Regions from separate parts of the Capsicum annuum genome. Here region 2 is linked to region 1. Evidence: chromatin contacts called from public Hi-C data. All regions are on one chromosome and are shown on one strand. The core of a region is the stretch at or near the end of the contact, and the rest is flanking DNA. Distances in the headings are between cores, read along the strand shown. Region 1 holds the start of LOC107858822 (DNA topoisomerase 2-binding protein 1). Region 2 overlaps LOC107858843 (protein CHROMATIN REMODELING 24).

What was found. Hi-C and Micro-C count contacts between places; a contact is called where the count stands out from the background.
Region 2: a Hi-C map of bud shows a contact between it and region 1, with 2.9 times the contacts expected there. The contact joins the enhancer-like site here to the promoter of LOC107858822 in region 1. A contact is called at or near these places in 2 of 5 Hi-C or Micro-C datasets (bud and placenta).

The regions. Positions count from the first base shown.
Region 1 is chr1:152,232,516-152,235,372 of UCD10Xv1.1, forward strand. It overlaps LOC107858822 (DNA topoisomerase 2-binding protein 1), which reads right to left and starts at 1,466. Exons shown (of 17, transcript XM_047397947.1): 1 at 1,155-1,466; 2 at 974-1,016. The coding sequence starts at 1,334.
Region 2 is chr1:152,432,436-152,435,292 of UCD10Xv1.1, forward strand. LOC107858843 (protein CHROMATIN REMODELING 24) reads right to left here. Exons shown (of 30, transcript XM_047397991.1): 25 at 1,218-1,286; 26 at 1,022-1,119; 27 at 711-839. Among protein-coding and RNA genes, the nearest start is that of LOC107858843, 19 kb to the right of the region's middle. Within about 2 kb of position 1,481, at least 4 of the 5 cell types and tissues checked have an H3K27ac peak or open chromatin away from gene starts, as enhancers often do. A contact at or near this core is called in bud, where this site is marked.

The sequences.
Region 1 (2,857 bases), core at 216-2,715:
AAAGTGCTTCGAATCTCCTCCTACCGTCCTCACACGAGTATCCGCGTCGTCGTACATGTCCTGAATCGACCTAGAGTATGCCACGGATACCCCCAGCCTCCAAGCACCTCCACAGAGTCTCTCTGGGAACTTTTTCATACACCTCAAGATCAATGAACATTATGTGCAAGTTATTCTTCCTCTCCCTAAACTGCTCTACTAATCTACTCACAAAACAGTCACGGAAAAAACTATATATATTAGCATTTAAGCAACCAATGGTGTATTTTGGAAATTAGATATCAAAAGAAAGAAAAGAGAAACACCTCTTGAACCATCTGGTCTGAGGTTTATGCTATGCTGAAAGGGGAAGATAGTTATAATTGTTATAACTTTAATATTAGGGACTTTTAACAAACAACAAAAAGAAATTCCCATACGTCATTACCATGAAATTAGTTCACTCAATTTCACCAACCTCAATATTTAGGGTACAGACTATCACAATACCAAAAAATAGGTGTCAGAACAAATGAAGACACAGAAAAATCAACTGGATCAATAAGATAGTATCAAATTGCAACCTTATAAGGACAAAATCTAAACAAAAAACTCTGATAATAAACCATCCAAACTATCTTCAATTCGAATTTCTGAACCACACTACCGTTTGGCCATGGAAATAATAATTTTTCGGAGTTGGAGTTGGAGTTGAAGTTGTGTTTGGCCATGAATATAAATTGGAGTAGTTTCTGAAACTTTGCAAGAGAAATAGGAGTGAAAAAAAAAAGTGAAAACAACTTTTCCAAAATCAATTTCCACTAAAGTGAAGTAATTCTTATAGTCAAACACTATAATTTTCACTTTTTTCACTAAAGTGAAATAACTTTCCAGAAAAAAAGTGAAAAAATTCTGATGGTCAAACACCTGCTTTTGCCCTCACCAGTCAAAACCAAGGGCAAACAAGTAAAATACAGTTGAAACCAAAACTTACCTATCAAATTGCAGCCCTTAGCTTGAAGATCCCCAAATTTCTCCTGCGAAAATTAGGTAAAATTTCGAAATTACAGCAAAATCAATAGCACCACAATTAACAAACGAATCAAATAAATTTCAAACCAAAATCCCCTAAAAATTTGACAACGAATTAGTACATAAATGATAATAGTACGTACATGTTGGGGAGAAGAAATGACGTGATAATCGTTGAGAGCATTCCGGGAGGGGTCGCAACAGAGGAAAACTTGAGCTCCGTTGAGCTTGAGAGCATGGTGAAGCGCGTCGAATTGCTCCGGCGGAACGAGGTTTCTCGACATGAATACATTTGCTCCGGTGAATACCTTCGTTGTCATCATCTTCTCTGCTGCAAGTTGTAACTATACTTCCATTTCCAGGTGTTCGCAATTTTCTCTAAAAATTTTTTGAAGAAAGAGCGGGAATTGTTCATGAGTCGTGTAAATGGGCCCGGGTTCAGGTTTGGGTTAAATGGGCCTTCAGGAGCCTACCACAGCTTGGAAATATAATAGTTTTCCAAATAGCAAATATTACAAAAAAAAAAAAAAAAAATTAGCATACTTACGACTATAATTACAATAAATAGCAACATTTTTATAAAATTAAAATTTATAATATTATTGAAATTATTTTATTCATTAACTAGGCAAGTGCATGTTTTATTATCACTACTTTACATTTTTCTATTTTCACTTCACTATTTCACCTTCCCTAAATATTGTCATATCTTTTACACCATTTTTTCATCTTATTTTATTTATCATTTTATTTTTTTATTTTATTTTTATTTTCTTATTTCCACTTTAGTTTCTCTCTTCTATTTCTCTTCTTTTTTTTTCTTTTTCATTTTTTTTATTTGTTTTTCTTTTTTTTTCATATTTGAAGATAATTATCTCCATGATTTTCAAGATTTCAAAATAAAACATCATTATTGCCTTTCACTCTCTTATATCTCTACCTTTTTTTTTTGTTAGTTTTTTTTATCTTAGTTTTTTATTATTTTATTTTTTTATTTTGATTTCTTTTTTTCTTTTTCATTTTTTTCTTTCCACTTTATTTTCTCTCTTCTATTTCTCTTTTTTTCCTTTCTCATATCTTTTTTTTCTTTTTCTATTTCATTTTCTTCTTCTTTTTTCTATTATTTTGTTTCTTTTTTTTTCTTTTTTTTTTACACTTCTATTTCTCTTTCTTCCTTTTTTTTTCTTTTTCACTTCTTCTTTTTTGCGTTTTTTCTTTTTATATTTTTTCCCCATTTTTTTACTCTTCTATCTCTAACTTTTATTTTGAAAAGACAAATATGTATATCACATTTAAATAACATACAAAATACATAGTCATACAGATCTGGATATGTATTTACAGTACAAAACATACATATCATATTCATATTAAACAGTAAATAACATAACTATACTATATATCTTCATATGTATTTGCGAAATGCAAAGGTGACTCATATAAAATAAGAATATACATATGGATAAGGTATGTATTCTGTAAAAACATATGCAGAGCTATATGTATTTTATACGGTGTTGGATTTGTCTTTGAACTATACATATTATGTCATTTTAGAGGGTAACATATGTACTTATTTGTTTTCTTTCACTGTTTTAAGATATGTATATATATTTTTTTATTACATATATGTATATGTATATAATTGTTATTTTTGTTATAGAGATTTTGTGTCCTATATGTTTATATATAAATGTGAGTCGGATATGTATTTCTATAAATACATATGCATATATATATAAAATTATAAAATTATTTATTTATTTTATTTTATATATATTTTTAATATATATAAATGATATAGATATTTGTCTTTTAAAAATAAAAGATAGAGATAGAAGAGTAA
Region 2 (2,857 bases), core at 231-2,730, 200 kb after region 1:
GAATAAGAAAAAGCCGGTGAAAGCAAACCAGGAAAGCATAGAAACTAAAGCAGAAAAACTAGAGTTAACGCAGATTAAGGGGGAAAAAACCATAAAGACAAATGATCATTTCTTGGCTGGAATGCCAACAATTTGAAGCATGCACTTCTTCAGAATGCATAACTTCACCCTTGAAAAGACATGAGTTTTAATAGCATTGTTTTTAAGTCTCACTTGACGTCCACGCAAATCTAAAGTTGAGCCTCCAATTGTGCCAGATGAGTGCAATGTCTTGAGTTAATAAGCCATTATATGGTTTTGGTCCCACTGTGCCTCAATTAAACAGTTGTTCCCTCCTGGAAACGAGCGCTCCTACTTTCCCACTACTCCCTCCATCCCTTATATGTCCATTCAATTGAACATGAAGTTTAACCTATTCGTCGGAATTGAACTCATCTAATTTTCTAAGTAAATCAGGACATAGATATCTTCATTTTAGGTAGGAAATTAACATGTTACGACTATAAATATTCAAATATGCTGAGGAAGTCATAATTTACAAATAAAAGAACTAGTTCAACCCCTCCAATAGTATATTGCTAATCACCGTAGAATGAAGAAAATAAAAAACAGCATAATCTGCAAAATAGTGTCAAAACACTTTGGCATGATCCAAAATACAAAGAATCATCGAAAATGATTTGTCTTGTTGAAAGAATAATATAACTTACATTCTCACTTCGTCCTCATCTTGGACAGCTGCCACAGGCGCTGTCTTTGAGAAGAGCAAACTATGGCTACTAACTCCAGCTATGCCCAGAGTTTCCAAAAACTTTACATGAGCCCTCAAAGTCTCTTCCCTGCAGCAAAACAGTTATCATTGTAAAAACTATTTGACAACAAAGGCACCACTTGGCTTATGAAAATAATATAAACTATTGCTGATTTTAAGGGGCACAAGCCCTGAGAAACAATCAGAAATCCTATCAAAGCTCAATAGGAGAACAATCACCCAAAATTACATGAGATATAAACACATTACATTTTGTGCTCATGATCATGCTCTTCATTCAACTGTTTTTGAGTATTTGATATGTCAAAACCACCATCCTTGGGAAGGCTAAAGAGCTCCCTAAGATCCTGAAAAGTTGACCACACAAACCAATCAGCAGAATTAATAATTTCAGCTAGACATACCAAATGTAACTTTTAGAATATCCACCTATCTATGCATATACCTGCTGACTGAAATAACGGATTTGTTCCTTGTGCTCAGTTGCTGTTTTGAACAATCCCCCTTTGTAAACCTGAACCATAAGTATAAGATAATGTGCATATAGAGAAGATAATTTAACAAAACAACTGCCTTCTGCCAAAGGATGTGACATCACACATTAATAAAACCATTGAAGTTTCTTAAAAGCAGGTCAGATCCTCAAATCGAGGAATTCTACGTTTATCCGAATTGCGTTGCTCCTGTTCTTAGAACTAACTTGAATATTAGTCAAGAGAATAAACAAAATTAAGAGGGAAAATGTGCTTAGATTCACAATATATCGAGATCTATTAATAAGTAGGACAATATTACGTAGAATACTTCATAAGATATTCTAGACTTTATTTTAGCAGCGGAAAAGACTCAAAAATACCCCCGAACTATCTGAAATAGCTCAAAAATGCCCCTCGTTAGATTTTTGGCTCAAAAATACCCCTCCGTTAAATATTTGGCTCAAAAATACCCCTCCCTCTAACGAAATTCGAAAAAGGATCAAAAATACCCCTGAACTATCTGAAATGGCTCAAAAATACTCCTCCCTTTAACGAAATTCCACGTGACTATGCCACATTACCATCCACATGTAAAATGTTAGTATTTTTTAATTATGTGACATTCCCTTCTTCTTTATTATTATTTTTATTTTTTTGCAAAACAGTGAAACGAAAAAACTAAAAAAACAATCTTTTACTAATTACTTCATTAGTGTTTTAAAAGTTCTAGATTTCACCTTTTCATTAGCGTTTTAAAAGTTCTAAATTTCATCTTGTTATTATCGTTTGAGACGAGGGACAGCTTGATCTTGATCTGATGTTGACTCGGAGGAGGAGCTAGAATTTTAACTTTTAAGCTAGCAAATGTTGATGTACTAATAATTGAGTTGAATTTACTACATGCAAATTCTTTTTCAAAATAAATGAATTCCTTTTAACACTTGTTTAATTATTCGAAATGAATTCATTTTTCTTAATTTAGTTTTGATGAATAATCTTATTATTTTTAGAACAAGTTCGAAAAGAAGTAAATGATAATTAATATTGATAAATTATTCTTTAATTATGTCATTCATTAACTTTTTGAAGATGTGCGCCACATTCAAAGATTCATTAATTTTAGATTAGAGGAGGTATTTATTAAATCATTTTAACATAAACATTTTGAGTAAAAGCTAGCAAAGCCAAACACATCTTTTGAGTAACTAATTTGAAGTTTAGTTTGAAATTTGTTACTTTTACGAGTAAATCTTAATTTTAACTTTGATACTGGCCTAATAATTAATGGGTTTATTAGTTTAATAAGACTATTTTGTTGGGTTTCACACTTTTAAACCTATTAACAGGAAAAAACTTATTTTTTAGATGACCAAAGAAATTTGATAATAGCGATGTTACATTTAATAAATTTTTTCAAAAAAAATATTATGTAACCATCGTTTGTCTACTTTGATTAAAAATTAAAAAGTCATATAAGTTTTGTCTGTTTCACTGACGTTTTTAAATAAAAATAAAAATAAAGAAGAAAGGAATGTCATATAATTAAAAAATACTAACATTTTACATGTGGATGGTAATGTGGTATAGTCACGTAGTTTTTTTTTATCTG